Regions from separate parts of the Mus musculus genome. Here all the other regions are linked to region 1. Evidence: chromatin contacts called from public Hi-C and HiChIP or PLAC-seq data. All regions are on one chromosome and are shown on one strand. The core of a region is the stretch at or near the end of the contact, and the rest is flanking DNA. Distances in the headings are between cores, read along the strand shown. Region 1 has its middle 440 kb from the start of Gm25020. Region 2 has its middle 230 kb from the start of Gm31711. Region 3 has its middle 190 kb from the start of Gm31711. Region 4 overlaps Sugct (succinyl-CoA glutarate-CoA transferase).

Region 1 (3,611 bases), core at 677-3,176:
ACATGGCCACTCTTGTGTATAACTTTATTCTAGATTAAGGTCTTTCCCAAGTGCAAAATCCCTTTGGAAAACCCTGTTAAATGATAGCAATCTAAATGGTTCAGCCAGAATCACTCAGACTTATCAGCAATGTAACAATAAGTCAGGACAATATGCTGTCTGAACAATGTGATCCACTCATTATTCTCCTGTGATGGTTTTCATGCCAACCTTCATTTTATCAGCCACAAAGAAATAAAATGTGTTTTAAACTAAACTAATATTTGTTTCTTCTCATTAGTTTTAAAATTAATTTGAATCTGTAAGCCTAATACCTTTTGATATCAGTAAAATGTACTTCTTTCTGGAGATCCCACAGGGCCCCTCTTCTCTAGGTTTATGACTACTGCATATCTGACTAATAAATATATATGTTATCACAGAGGTATTTGCTTCAGTAGATAATCATGTAACTTTCAGAAATAATTTCACAATCTTAAAGTAGTTACTCTTCAATAAGGCAACTATTCAGTCAATAAATGCCATTCTGTGTGATCACCAGGGTGGCTGCCAAGTGAGGTGACCTTAAAAAGTGGAGGAGAACTAAAGGAAGAGAGGGTGGGTATCCAGAATAAAACCAAACATTTTACAACAGGAGGCTCTCAGGGAGACTGGCTAGGTTCCATAGAAGCCCATTCATATCTGGAAGTCTTTATCATTGTTTTAAGGCTGGAAATCAATGACTACTATCCTCTTGAGAGTCTGAAACCTGAAACAAGAATATTTCTCTAAGCACCTTTGCAAATGTACTTAATTTTCCGTGAGAACTCACTGTCTTGAACTGGCTCCTGGAATTCAAGGCAAGGGTAGGAAGTCGAATCCAATAAATGAATAACTTTCAGGAACTTCAAACTTGATTATTTCTGATGGCTCTTCCTTGTTTAAAAAAAAAAACAAAAAAACAAAAAAAAACAAAAAAACAAAAAACAAAAAACAGGTAGGGTAGTTTGCACTTAGGTAACTCTTTGAAAGAGGAGACCAAGAGCATACAGCCTGTGTACGCTGATGAGCCTCATTCTATATCTTGTTGGCTCAGAGTGCCTTTGTTTGGAATCTTGCCCCTGGTCGAGGGTCAGCTAACTAAAGAGGGAATGAGATTCAAATTCTTTAATTAGTTTCTCAGTGATTCTCTACAGTTGGCAATGAAGGAAATACTTTCTGGGAGATCAGGTTCTTACCCTGAAAGTTTGGATACTTGAAAGACCAAGATCATTTTCAGCCCATTGTTCTAGCCTGCCTCTGAACTGGGTTTTCTGCTAAAGTCTTTGGAGCCAAATTTTTATTTCATCCTCACAACCATGGCTCAGAGGCACCAATAAGCATGCCTCATGAATGCACAAAGGCCTGTCATCTTACCAGCACTTAACATAGTACATTCGTGGAGCTACTTGAAAGGCAAACAGGTTTTGTTTGTGAATATTGTGAATGAACATTGCAATAGACTGTACACATATCTTGGCATGTTCAGAGGTCAAGTCCTCCAAAAATTTTCCCCCAGAGTGAGGGCAGCTCACCAACTATGCTGAAGCTTTCTTAGAAGTCGGTACTGTGAGTAGGGGAGGATTCAGACAAGCATCTTTGGAATGACCACGCCCTATCCTAACAATAGGTGCTAATTTCCACTGTCCATGTTGTCCCTTTAAACGCTGACCATTTAGCCTGGCACAAAGGCAGCATACAGAAAGACATGACTCCATTGATATAGTTGTATGCTAAGTAAAACATTCTTCCAAAGGCACAGAACACGTGACTCCAGTGCCATCTTCCGAGTAGGACACTGCATACTTGAACAAAAGCCACAAAGAAGTGATCATGCCTTTCCAGCTTATGCAGCAGCTGGAATGTATCTGACAGGGACCCCACCCTGGCCTTGTTAGTGAGTCATGGTCCTTCCTCCTTGGGGAGGACTTGCCCGGCTTCCTGATAGAGGAGAAGGCCATATATGGAGACATCTCTTCTCTTGCCTCTGGGTGGAGAAATGGAACAGAAAGAAAGTTCAAATCTTGTATTGATGTCTACTCTTACAAAAATATTCTTTTGAGCAGTTTGACTTTCCTGTATAAAGCCATATTAAACACACTTCACTTCAGACATTTAGTTGAAAGAAAAACATCTGCTTTCTGAGGGTTATTAAAGTTCTACCTTCAGCCTTCCAAGTCTGGGGAAAGACAACTTTGGGAGGAAACAGTCTCTGATTTGGTGCATCAAATGGCTCTCAGAGTAAAGGTTGGATACACACCGTGTTCACCCAAAATAGGAAGCCAACATTAAGGAGGAAATCAAGAGTAGAGAAAACATGTAAAACTGATTTTTTTTTTTACACTCTTGGGAAAGGCTCTTTAGTCTTTTTTGCATTACTGGAAACATGTCTCTCCCATGAGACTCCAAAGTGATGTCCACTCTATCATGACCAGCATGTAATCAGTTCTAAGTTCTGTGAACCACCTGCTATCTCATGAGAGATTTCTCCAGCAGCCACTTGTTCGGCTGTGCTGAATACTGACATGGAACTGATGTCTTTACAATATGCTAATGCTGCATGTGCATATCTTGCAGAGTGTTAAACAGTACAGCAGTTTATTAATGCTGTTATTTGCCTCTTTTTTCAACACTGTGTGCATGCTCTGCAATGGTCAGAAGGACGGGGATTGCAGCTTAGTCATGTCCAGGCCCCACTCTTCCCCTGCATTCTCCTTATCCCCGTGCTGTGTACTTGCTGAGCACTGCAGTATTGATGACTTGGTTCATGAGGCCCTGTTGCACATGTCCACACGGGAGGCTGGCCTTTTGGCTGCGATGATGATTCCCCAGTGCCCTAATTCTGAAGCAGTGTTTGAAGTTTTCGGCTGCGTCTTTTAAGTTATTACTTCTGCCCACCCTGCCTAGGACGACTCGAAAAATAACAAATAACAACAATAAGCCTGCCTTAACACTGCCAAAAGAAACTGCCTGGGACTTTTCAGAAGCCACATTCAATTTATGAATAAATGAAATAGATCTTCTCGACCAACCATGACAATAAGCACTGGCCTACATATTCAGGGCCTGAAAGAAGTCGAGGCAATGGGCCTAATGAGAAGCAGTCAGCGAATCTAATGAGAATCAGACAGAAGGCCTAATGAGACATTTAACATGCTCTGCCTCTCCCCTCCTCTTTTGTTCAGTTTTCATGGGAATCTGTGTTTGGGGAGCTCAGTTGCACTGGCTACAAGCAGATACATATGGCTTCAGTGGGGGATCCAGGAAGCAAGAGAAAGACTAAAGATACCCGAGTATGGGCGAGTCAAACCTAGAAAATAGACGCAAATGACATGCTAATGATAAGACTTGGCTTTTATTTTTAATTGAATCCAATCCTTTCTCAGGATACCAGAGAGTCACAGGGCTATGGGCGATAGGACAATAAACGGGCAAAGATTTCAATTGCATTACATCACTGCTCAGAGGGAAAGAGCCATAAGAAAAACCAGCAGTTCTGTTTCAGCCACCTGGAGTGAAGGGGTTGCAACAGAGTGATACCTGGGATTGCCTCCTTATGAAGCCACATTCCTGGGAACAGTAGGTGGTTTCAT
Region 2 (3,263 bases), core at 18-2,517, 270 kb before region 1:
GCACTCGGGAGGCAGAGGCAGGCAGATTTCTGAGTTAGAGGCCAGCCTGGTCTACAAAGTAAGTTCCAGGACAGCCAGGGCTATACAGAGAAACCCTGTCTCGAAAAAAAAAAAGAAAAGAAAAAAAGAAAAATGAATTTCTCTTTGCCAATTCAAACACAGAAACACACACACACAGAGGCATGCACATGTACACACAGAGGCATGCACACGTGCACACATACACACACACATGCATACGCGCACGCGCACACACACACACACACACACATATATATAGATATATATCTATATATATATATATCTTTTATTATTACTGGCTTTGAGACTAGTGATAAAATCTAGTTCTTTGACCGGCATTAAAAAAAATTCTTTTAAAAGAATTGCATGTAAATAAGAAAAATACCACTGGGTTAGCCACACATGTGCTTATTATTTTATACCATTTTCCTCTTTGTTATGGTCTGAGTATTGGGATGGGGCAAACTGTATGTGTAACAGCAAAATTTCTAAAGTAATGATACTTTAAGATGGGTTATTTGAGAGGTGATAAAGCCACAGGGATGGAGCCCTCATGAAAGTAGTTTTCTTATGAAAGAGGCTCCATGGTAGCCTCTTACCCCTTCTACCATGTAAGAATTCAATCCAAAGAATATGATTTATGGACCAGGAAGTGAGCCTTCACCACATGTTGATGAATTGTCCAAACTCCAGAACTATAATACATAACCATTTTTTAAAAGTTATTAGATATATAGCAAATTTGTAGCCATCAAAGCAGAGCAAGATATTTTTTCCATGGGCCCAACCATGTCAAACATTCTGTACTTACATGAATATGTAAAGGTTTCTTTGTTTCATCTACTTTTCTTTCCTTTAACTGATATCACACTAATCCAAGCTGCAGTCACTCTTGTTGGGGTTACCTCACTATGGTTCTGAGAGATGCCTTTTCTCCTTAAACCTGTCTGTCTAGCTCTCTACACATTATTCAATGTATCAACAAATACAAACCACTTAAACATAGCAATGTTACTGTACCTTGAAAAGGAAAGCCCAACTCAATGCTTAAGTGTTGCTCAAAAATGACTCAGTTTTCTACTGTGAACTTTGTAAGCTGTGAGTCCTGTACCTGGAAATTCCTTCTCCACATGACTGTTAATAGTTGGCCTCCTTTCAAGTCCATGATCTCAGGATTGTGTCACATCCTTTAGAATTCTTCTGTGTCTACTCTAACAATGAAACAAGCTGACACTATGACAGGCTTCAAATTGGCAATTCAGGAGACTAGGCCTAAATCTCTGTTTCCATGAACTGAGCAAGTCCAGGCAAGTCTGGGCAGCTCAGTTACTGAAAAAAAAAAAAAAAAAAAAAAAAAAAAAAAAAAAAAAAACAGGCCTCAGGCAGTCAGTCAGCCATGATATCAGAAGCTGCTCCACAACCTGGCTGGAGGTAAGAGCAATGGGTCTAAAACAGTTTCCAGACTTCCTCAGCAACAGTTTCCAGATTTCCAGCCCCACACACCCCAGCAATTTAGAATGTCCCTAGAGATAGAACCAACAGATTAAAATAGAGGTCATTTACCCCTCCATGAATTTCCTCTAATGTTCTTTAAATCAGGCCTGTGAGCTCACTTAGGTGCCTTGATCATGGTAGATGGTAGACCCCAGCATGCTGGACTTCTGTAGAATAAAACCCTCTTTGCTTTTCATATTATTTGAGTCCAGGGTATTGGACACTTACAGGAAGACTAGTTCTGTTCCAGCCACCTAACACCTCCTTTATTTGTCTTCAAGTGCTCATCATTATAGACATAGGGATTTCTTTTTGTTTTGCTTTCTTTGTACTTTTTTATTTATTTTTGTTTGTTTGTTGTTTATATTTTTTTTCTTGACACCAAATTCTATCTTAGTTACCTGTTCCATTTTAGCTGTATCTGGTAGAAAGAATTATCCTTGATTCACAGTAGGAAATGCAGTGCTAGTTACTTGGGCAAAAGTTTTATATATTGATTATTAATCACCATCATCTATGCAGCAACTTTGTGAGTGAAGCATCTCACTCATCCATTTTGGGAAAAGGTTGGTTTTAGTCATGTCAAAGGCTTAGTGATGGCTTGGCTGGAGCCTATTCAATACCACATTGATAACTTTGTTTACTACACTGATTCTTATCACACACAGCACAATATTTTAAATACCATTCAAGCTTAACATTTCTACCAATGCAATACACACACACACACACACACACACACACAAACACCAATCTTATTACAAGGTGATAGGAGCTTGTGTCTACCCAAACAATTGGATGTGATTGAGTAATTTCAATGACTTCTCAACCTTCTCTTTTCTTTGGCATCTAGGCAGCCTCATTTGGTAGTCTCTATAGAAGATGCCTCAATTTCTGAGAAGTAAAACCTGATAAAGAAAGAACACATATCTACTTTAGAGGTAATTGCTATCTGAAATCAATTATTATCTTTTTAAAATTTTGGTATAATTTGAAAAGACAAAAGTTATAGTCATATCTCTATCTGAAATATAACATTTTCCATATTCTTTGACCACCTAAGAAGCAAATTGCAAGTACAGAATGTGTGAATACATTTTTTAATGTCCCAATTATCTCTGTTCCATTCCTGAAGAATTATTATCCAATCACTCTTCTTTTGTCTATATCCCTAATTCTTTACCTCTTCCAGTAGCTAATAATAAGACCTCTGTTTTTAAGCTTGCTAGTCACACTCATTCCCTAGAAATGATGTGATAATTTCAAAGACTGATAAAAGGAGAAAAACTGTAAATACCTCCAAAGGTATTTCAGTCATCACTAGTAAGAAAGTCTTAATTATCTACATCTTTGATTTTGAAAGAAATTCTTTTTTTTTCTCACCCTCTCTACCCACACATATTGCTCACTTAAAATGATCTTGATATACTGGAAGCAACTTTCTGAAGAATCTTCAGAAGATGGGAAGAGTCTTGAAATACAATCCGGGTAAAATAGTTATTTTTTATACTGGCAAAGATAAAGATGCTGGTTCTTTCAAGTCTATTTAAAAGAAAGCTCATCATAGATTTGATGCTTATGGTACATTAATATGGATGTTTGTATATCAGTACCTGTGCTTCAGTACTTTTTACTTGATACAATTATTAAAAGAGAAATTCAGTTTACTTTATTTTCTCAGACCACTGAAAATCTGAAGATTACTGATGTAAGTCCATCTTCTGGGCTATAGAAATCCAGTGTCCCAG
Region 3 (3,709 bases), core at 810-3,309, 310 kb before region 1:
TTCTAGGCCTGCATGTGGTCTTCCTTGTGAGAGTATATAGATGGGGAAAACAGGGTTGGAAACTGATTATTGGTCTTGTTTAAAGGATACTGGTTCTACTGGATTATGAGCAACATCATAACCTCATTCAGTTTTAATATTCCTTAAAATTCCTATATCCAAGTATAATTAAAACATAATTAACTCTTCAACATGGAACTTTGGGTGGCAGGCATAATTCAATTCATATTATGGAATAAAGAAATTAATGACTGTCCTAATAGAAGTAATAAAAGTGAGAAAGGAAAGAATTTTTTTACTGTGAAAATTTTACAATTAAAAAAAATGGTTATGTAGACATTTGACATTGTTTGGGGTGAGTAACAGGGAAAGGTTGAAAAACTGACAGATAATTGTGGGAAATTCCAGAGGTGAAAAGATGGAGAGTGAGATAGAAAGATGAGAAGGGACCTAGTGTGTAAGTAGAGATCAGGTTTGGGGAAAGGGAGCAATGGTGGAGTCAGGAGGACAATGGGAGATAGTTACTATAGGTCTTGTTTATAGTTTATCTGGGAAATGAATAGATTTAATTCCAGTAGCATTTGTCTCCTTAAAACTGAAACATAATCAATAAGGCATCAAACTAACTATGTTTTGTGGGATGACAGCCATAGATTCCATGAAGTGGATGTGTTACCATAATGAATGTAGCAACAAATTAACTGGACCTTGAATCCAATATAATCTTTGTAGGCTAAACATTCCAAATGGACTTCTTATAAACCTATGACAGAAAATTATGCAGAAACATGTTCCCATTTCCACCACTTTGGGGACAATTGATTGTAAAGATGTGAATCTAAACAGTGTTGCTAACCTCATTATAAACCTCAGAAATTACTCACATTTGAATAGACAGAACAATCTCTGCTACTTTCTCATCCCAAAGAATGGTGAAATTGGCAAATAACCAGTCAATCTACAGGAGGAATTTCTATAATAACTCTGCCATACATGGATGGAAAAATATCTCAGCAGCACAGTTCATGAAGGAGATATGAACTGTCTTAATAGATAAAGGAATGTGACTTTAAAACCACAGACAGGAGTCTCTGCAGAAACATTATAGCTTAATACTCCCAACATACTTGGGAAGCTATGACCTCCCTTTAGTACACACCAGAGAAAGAACAGGACAGGTTAAATATACCCAAGGAGGAACACGAACTGTTCAGTATACCTAAGGAGAAGCAGGAAGACTTCAACACCTCTGAGAAGGAACAAAGCAACAGTAACAACAAAACAAAACACCCAGCTTCAGGTAAAATAAAAAGCAAGTGTATACAAAGCAAGCAAAGATGTCAGTGGCCATTTAAGGACTTTAACTCAAGCAAAAGATTTCATCCACATGGTACTGATGTGATAGAGTTAATGTTACAGAGCAGGGTTTGAACTAGATGACTTCAAAGTCATCCCCATCAGCAGGTAGAACTGATTAGGGTAGAAGACTTCCATATTTAAGGTATGGTAGTTTTACAGAGAAAAGTGTATGTAGGATTATGAGGCTGAACAGGCTAGGTCAAGAGTACCTTGCTCATGTGAGTTGTGCTAAATAGGCCTTACAGCAACTCAGTGAAGTTTGCACTAAATTGAGCTCTTTGCCCTTTGAGCTCAATGATGAGAAAGTGTATTTCAATAACCATGTGGCATCAAAATGACCTCAATATCTACATAGTCTTTGTGTCATGCAGTTTGGGCAAATGGCCACATTTTTGTGGTTTACTTTTCTCCTGCAAATGTTAATGTTTTGTGCAGCAGAGAATGTGGTTAGGCTTCTGGGTCCTGATCTGAACAGAGAGACCTATAGTTGAGTGAACTTATCTCACCTTGCTCAGTGGAGTAGACAAGGAGCATCAGTAACCTATCCACCCAACAGGAGCAAACACAGTAAAGAGAAGTTGTAGGATTGGAGGTCTGGCCCCAAGCTTAAGCCTTGGCTAAGCAGAGATAACATGTGTCACTGCTTTCTGCCAAGGTCCATCCCAACCACTTTAGTTCACTGTGTAAGGCTAAGTATACAAGAATCACAACAAAAGCAACTGCAGCCTACTGGGCTATGCTCAGGGATGCCTGTTGGGGTACTCTTATAACCACAGTTGCTTCTAACAGGATCTCACTCATCTACTGTAACTCTACACAATGTGTATAGCCAACAGGGAGCCTGTAGCCACCTTAGCTCTGTAGGAGGAGGAACATGAGGTAGAGCAGGATCACAGCTCTAGCAACAGAGACAGTCTGCATGTTCCCCCCTCAGGAATGGGACAAACAGAGCCTATGCTGTAATTTCTATGAGTCTGCAAAATCAACATCTAAATCAATGAGTACTTAAATGTAGGTACCAAGCACATCTGCTTGCCATAAAAACAATAGATATAAAAAGCAACCTCATGTTTGGCCACTGTGCGATTTCTTGGATCTCACTGAGGTTTGCTTGATGGTAGGCAGGAAGGGCAGGTTAACCTGCTGCTTCTTCCCATAAAGCCTGGGTCTGGGACTTGTTACAGGACAAGTGGGACACTTTCTTCTTTAGTAACATTTTCTTAACTCATGGTTAGCATCCTGTAGTTCTTTTGCATGAGCTTTCTGGTCACAAATAGAGGGCAGATGGCATGCCCCTGTTTCAATGGGCTCAAAGGGGCTTTTTCTAGTTCAATTTCACTCAAATGTGCCCCCACGTCAGAAGATGGAAGGTAATTTGCTGAGTTTCTATGGTGTTCTGTGGCTGTACAGGGAAAGTCTGGAATTCTGTGGAGCAACCCATTGAGGGGTTTTTCTCTTGATCTCCACATATGATCTTTCTGGAAGGAACTGATATTTCAGACCCACTGCCTTTCAGGGACAAGAAATACTGTCCTCTTGGAATAAGTCTATGAGATGTTAGGGTTGCATTGGAAGCAATCTACATGGGCACTTGTCCACAGCTACAAAGTGGAAGCTAAGATTAGTCTTCAAGCCAGAGCTAGGCTTCCTTGGAGGAGCCTCTGAACCACTGTCTGCTTTGTTTGCCAGTCCTATGACATTTTTTAGCACAGATTAAGCAAGCATTTTCTCCCTTCTTTATCAGTTCTGTTTTCAGTAAAAGATGGTAAAGAGAGGACAATCAGTTTGCTGATAGGAAAGCCAGGCTGTTAGGGTCATTGAGAATTACACAGGGTTGTGATAGCAGAGCCTGCTAAGAAGGCTCAAATCAGGACAGATAACAGCTCAAGTCATTCAGCACAATGTCAGAAGCTCAAAGAAATGTCAAGATACATAGTCCTTGCAGAAGCCCACTTTAACCTACAGAGGAGAACAGCTAGGAGACAGGGTTCCTCACAGTGGACACAGGCTGAAGGACTGCTGATAACAGGCTTGTCACATAAGAGCAGGGAGGGTCATTTAGTCTAGGCCTCAGCCTTAGTTCTGATTTTATCACTAAGCAAGCTGATTTATTTAGTTTCTGAGATACAGAGAGCAGATTGAGAGAATATGTCAATAATTTTCCAAGTCCTAGGCAATCTTGTGAATAATAAAATAAATTGTACTTCTTAGAATTTCTATTTAGCTAAATGTAAACATTTAAAATATGCTGCATGCTTTATAATCGCCCAGTAATGTATCTTTATGTTTTAATATACCCAGAGTCATAACAAAGTGCACTGACTGGTCCTTCCTCTTATTCCTCCACTCA
Region 4 (3,529 bases), core at 703-3,202, 450 kb after region 1:
CACAAACTTTATATGCCCCAGTACAGGGGAACGCCAGGGCCAAAAAAATGAGAATGGGTGAGTAGGGAAGTGGGGGGGAGGGTATGGGGGACTTTTGGGATAGCATTGGAAATGTAAATGAGTAAAATACCTAATAAAAAATTTAAAAAAAAAAAGAAAAAATGTCTTACTTAAATTTCAGCTAAGTAAATGTTAACATTCAACCCCCTCTAAAGAGAATGGACTCCAGACTAACAATCTTCCTTGAGTGATGGTCTTCTCTTGGTGTCCCACAGGGAAACATAATCAATGGCATAACACTTGTTTGCTCTGAAATTTTCTAAACTAAATTTCCTTACTCTGTAGTCGTATGTCACTGTAAGATGTGAAAGTATTCGTTCATGTTAGATAGATGTTGTAGAAGGTGAAATGTGACACGCTTTTGACAGCCTATTTGAAATGGCTTCCTCTGGTCTACCCCACTCCTTAGGCCTGCTCCTTTGGTTATTTTATCTCATCTCCTAGATATCTAGACAGGTCAGAAAGGTTGAACTACAATTTTCTACATATATGACAGAAATGTGTTATCTTCAGCTCCACCTACAAACATGTTACTGTGTGGTGGGCAAAGGCTTTTCATCTACTTTAAGGACAAGAATGATCATTAATTCTCCTAATAAAATTTTAGTAGCTTAATCCCCCAAAGCCCTTACCACTAAATAAATATAATTTCTCACCCTTATATCAATACAAATTAAAAAGCCCTCAAAACTCACTAAGTCTTCTGTTTGTGGGAATGAGGCAGACATTGAATTTTATGTCAAGATGAGCATTCCACTTCTTCTGGGTTGCTATGGCAAGCTCTTTCAGCAAGGTGTTTATTTGTAAACATGCATCACCTTACCTTCCCACAGCTCTTGTAAGGTAACTCAACCCATCTTTCCACTTTCATATAATGTTTGCTTTTCCAACTCACATCTGTTTCACTCACACCAGACTCCTGGAGATTCTCTCATGTTGCCACTTTCATTCTTCCCTTTGCTTTGAATTATCCCTCTCTCTGTCTATTTGGAAGGCAGCATTAAAACCTCACTACTCAGTCAGTTCTTCTCCTGACCATCTCCAAGTTGAATCCACCTATATAAATCTGCATCAGAATATTTGCTTGTGAGCACAACTCTCCCCACAGTTCTACACTCTAGGCTTCCATCTTGCTCCCACCTCATGTGTCCTTTGCACATGTCTACCCTAAGAGGGGAAAACCTGAGTGACTAATTAAATGCATGGCATAGATAATCACACTCTATGAGGTAGGGATTCAAACAGACTAGTTGAATCTGAAATACAAGTCCTTAGTGGTAGTGGATATAATACTTACCATGATTTCAATTGATTTGTGTTTTAAACCTATGAACAATAACTGCTAGTGATCCTGAGACACATTTTATAAAAGAAAATGCAAAACAACATTGGATAAATCCAACATATGGTAAGCACACACTCATAACAATATTTTATTTTGTTTGTATTAAGTTAGCATCAAGGACTTTCAGATTACAAATCTAATAAAGCAGGCAAGTTGACTTCAGTATGCCACAGTCTAGACAGAAAGCATACTTCTCTCAACTTCCTTCATGGTCACTGGATTTAACCACTTAGTAGTGGTATTTGAAAGGTTAAATGCATATCCTACTTTTGGCTACCTTGATTCTTTATAACTGTACTGTCATGGCCAGAGGGAATGTTGTGTTTAAAATAACTGTAAAGGCATGAAGGAAAATCAGTCCTAAGTAGGCATTTGCTGTAGCTAAAAATTATAGAACAAACAACCCCCAACTTGTTATAAGTTGCAACTGAAAGCATTCAAAGGGAAGAAAAAATAGCAGTAAAACAAGAAACAAAAGTCCTTAAGGGTGAATCACAGGCCTTCCATAAACAAATGTATCACTGAGAGTCATAGTTTGGGAAGTACTTGGCAGGAAAGGCTACAGACAAATGATTATGTGAGTAACAAAGGGGTGCAAACTGAAAGCACTGAAACTGGATTCAGGAGAACAAGAAGGTGAAAATAATTCTTCAGGCACTGGGCTGGGCTGGCCCACAATGGACTCTGGTCCAATCCACCCCTGGAGTTGATCATGCAGCTTCCTCTGCCATTTTCTACCCTCAGAAAACAGCCTAACCTGTATTGGGGGCACAGAATGATTATGTTCACTTACACTTTCAGCAGAGAGGGCAAACTCTGCATTCTGCCATTCATTCACCTTTTAGCTCATGGCATGTCCCTTAGGAGACTTTTCACTAGTGGTATAATAAGCAAACAAATCCCTTCACCTCCCAATGTATAAAAGAGTATTATCCTGTTCTTCAGATCAGGGTGCTGTTAGGTAATTGGCAATGAGCAGATGGCTCCTCCACCCTTGGCGATCCCTGTGGCTTCTGCTTAGATGTCTTGAAACTGTTGAGTCCATTGGAAATTCCCCTCTCACATCTCACTGATTTCTCTGGATTGGTATCAGGCTAGTATCCAGGACAATGGCTATAGAACGTTGTGTTATGCATCCTCCAGGACTTAGGTCTTGCTTCAGGTCCTCTCAGAATGGGGCAGTGGACAGGGTGCTCCAGTCTGCTTATGCTTCTTGCCCTCTCACACAAAATTCTGTATGATAAGAAAATCACAGCATACACTAACTTTGTTCTTCTCTATCTTAAAGAGAATTTTCCTCCCATACAGTAGATACTTCAAGACTATCGTGTGTGTGTGTGTGTGTGTGTGTGTGTCAAACTGGCTTGCAGTCATCAGTCTTAATGAATTGAAGAATAAAGAGGAAATCAAGATTACAAAAAATTTACACACATCATTTTAATGTGTATAAGATATTATTGCAAACATACACCAAACCCAGTTTGGAAGAATTAATTTTCTTACAGTTAACTTTCATGTGAGTCCTTTTGGGATGTTTCTGTGTGATTAATACATAATTCTGCTGTGACCTTTTCATTGCTTCAGAAAAATAGAACAAAATGTAGATCATATTGTTTTTCTCACTAACTGAAGGATTCTAAATGTGGGTATGGAGATATGGGTTTGTGCTTAAGATCACTTGCTCTGCTTGTAGAGAATTGGGGTTCAGGTCCTAGCATCCACATGGTGCCACATAACGAATTATAATTCCAGTTCCCAGGCTTCTGGTGCCCTCTTCTGTCTTATATGTGGACTGCATTCAGGCAAAACAAATCTTTTAAAAAGACAATCAAGGATCTGGTAGGGAGGTGGAAGGATCTGGTGGGGAAGAGGGTGGGGAAGAAGAGGGTGGGGAAAAGGGTGGGAAAACCATGACCATAATTACTATATAAAAATATTTTCAATTTAAAAAATAATGAATATATACTGGGGTCTGAAACAGAATTTTAAATTCTTAATGTTGAAAAGCATTAAAACAAAATATTTTGGGGAATATGCAGTCATTTCCTTAAATATCTACCAAAATACCAAATATTCAATTATTATAAAATAACAATCTATGCTTGTAATATTTAAGCCATTTAA

Evidence for each region. A called contact is a pair of places that touch in the nucleus more often than the background predicts. HiChIP or PLAC-seq counts read pairs in DNA pulled down with a chosen protein or histone mark.
Region 2: a contact with region 1 is called in a Hi-C map of pancreatic cancer cells, with 4 times the contacts expected there. The contact joins two enhancer-like sites. A contact is called at or near these places in 5 of 484 Hi-C or Micro-C datasets (embryonic stem cells, large pre-B cells, macrophages and 2 more) and 1 of 115 datasets of contacts at active chromatin or transcription factors (embryonic stem cells).
Region 3: a contact with region 1 is called in a Hi-C map of the AML12 cell line, with 2.4 times the contacts expected there. The contact joins two enhancer-like sites. A contact is called at or near these places in 4 of 484 Hi-C or Micro-C datasets (the AML12 cell line, granulosa cells and liver), 1 of 115 datasets of contacts at active chromatin or transcription factors (pancreatic cancer cells) and 1 of 9 other capture datasets (embryonic stem cells).
Region 4: a contact with region 1 is called in an H3K27ac HiChIP or PLAC-seq map of embryonic fibroblasts, with 5 times the contacts expected there. The contact joins two enhancer-like sites. A contact is called at or near these places in 1 of 484 Hi-C or Micro-C datasets (trophoblast stem cells) and 2 of 115 datasets of contacts at active chromatin or transcription factors (a colorectal cancer cell line and embryonic fibroblasts).

What each region holds. Positions count from the first base shown.
Region 1 is chr13:16,759,740-16,763,350 of GRCm38.p6, forward strand. No RefSeq gene overlaps it. Among named protein-coding and RNA genes, the nearest start is that of Gm25020, 440 kb to the right of the region's middle. Within about 2 kb of position 1,927, at least 76 of the 459 cell types and tissues checked have an H3K27ac peak or open chromatin away from gene starts, as enhancers often do. A contact at or near this core is called in the AML12 cell line, a colorectal cancer cell line, embryonic fibroblasts and 2 more, where this site is marked.
Region 2 is chr13:16,486,149-16,489,411 of GRCm38.p6, forward strand. No RefSeq gene overlaps it. Among named protein-coding and RNA genes, the nearest start is that of Gm31711, 230 kb to the left of the region's middle. Within about 2 kb of position 1,268, at least 14 of the 459 cell types and tissues checked have an H3K27ac peak or open chromatin away from gene starts, as enhancers often do. A contact at or near this core is called in pancreatic cancer cells, where this site is marked.
Region 3 is chr13:16,451,687-16,455,395 of GRCm38.p6, forward strand. No RefSeq gene overlaps it. Among named protein-coding and RNA genes, the nearest start is that of Gm31711, 190 kb to the left of the region's middle. Within about 2 kb of position 2,060, at least 8 of the 459 cell types and tissues checked have an H3K27ac peak or open chromatin away from gene starts, as enhancers often do. A contact at or near this core is called in the AML12 cell line, granulosa cells and pancreatic cancer cells, where this site is marked.
Region 4 is chr13:17,210,944-17,214,472 of GRCm38.p6, forward strand. All of the region lies in intron 12 of Sugct (succinyl-CoA glutarate-CoA transferase), which reads right to left. Among named protein-coding and RNA genes, the nearest start is that of Gm25020, 6.7 kb to the left of the region's middle. Within about 2 kb of position 1,953, at least 27 of the 459 cell types and tissues checked have an H3K27ac peak or open chromatin away from gene starts, as enhancers often do. A contact at or near this core is called in a colorectal cancer cell line and embryonic fibroblasts, where this site is marked.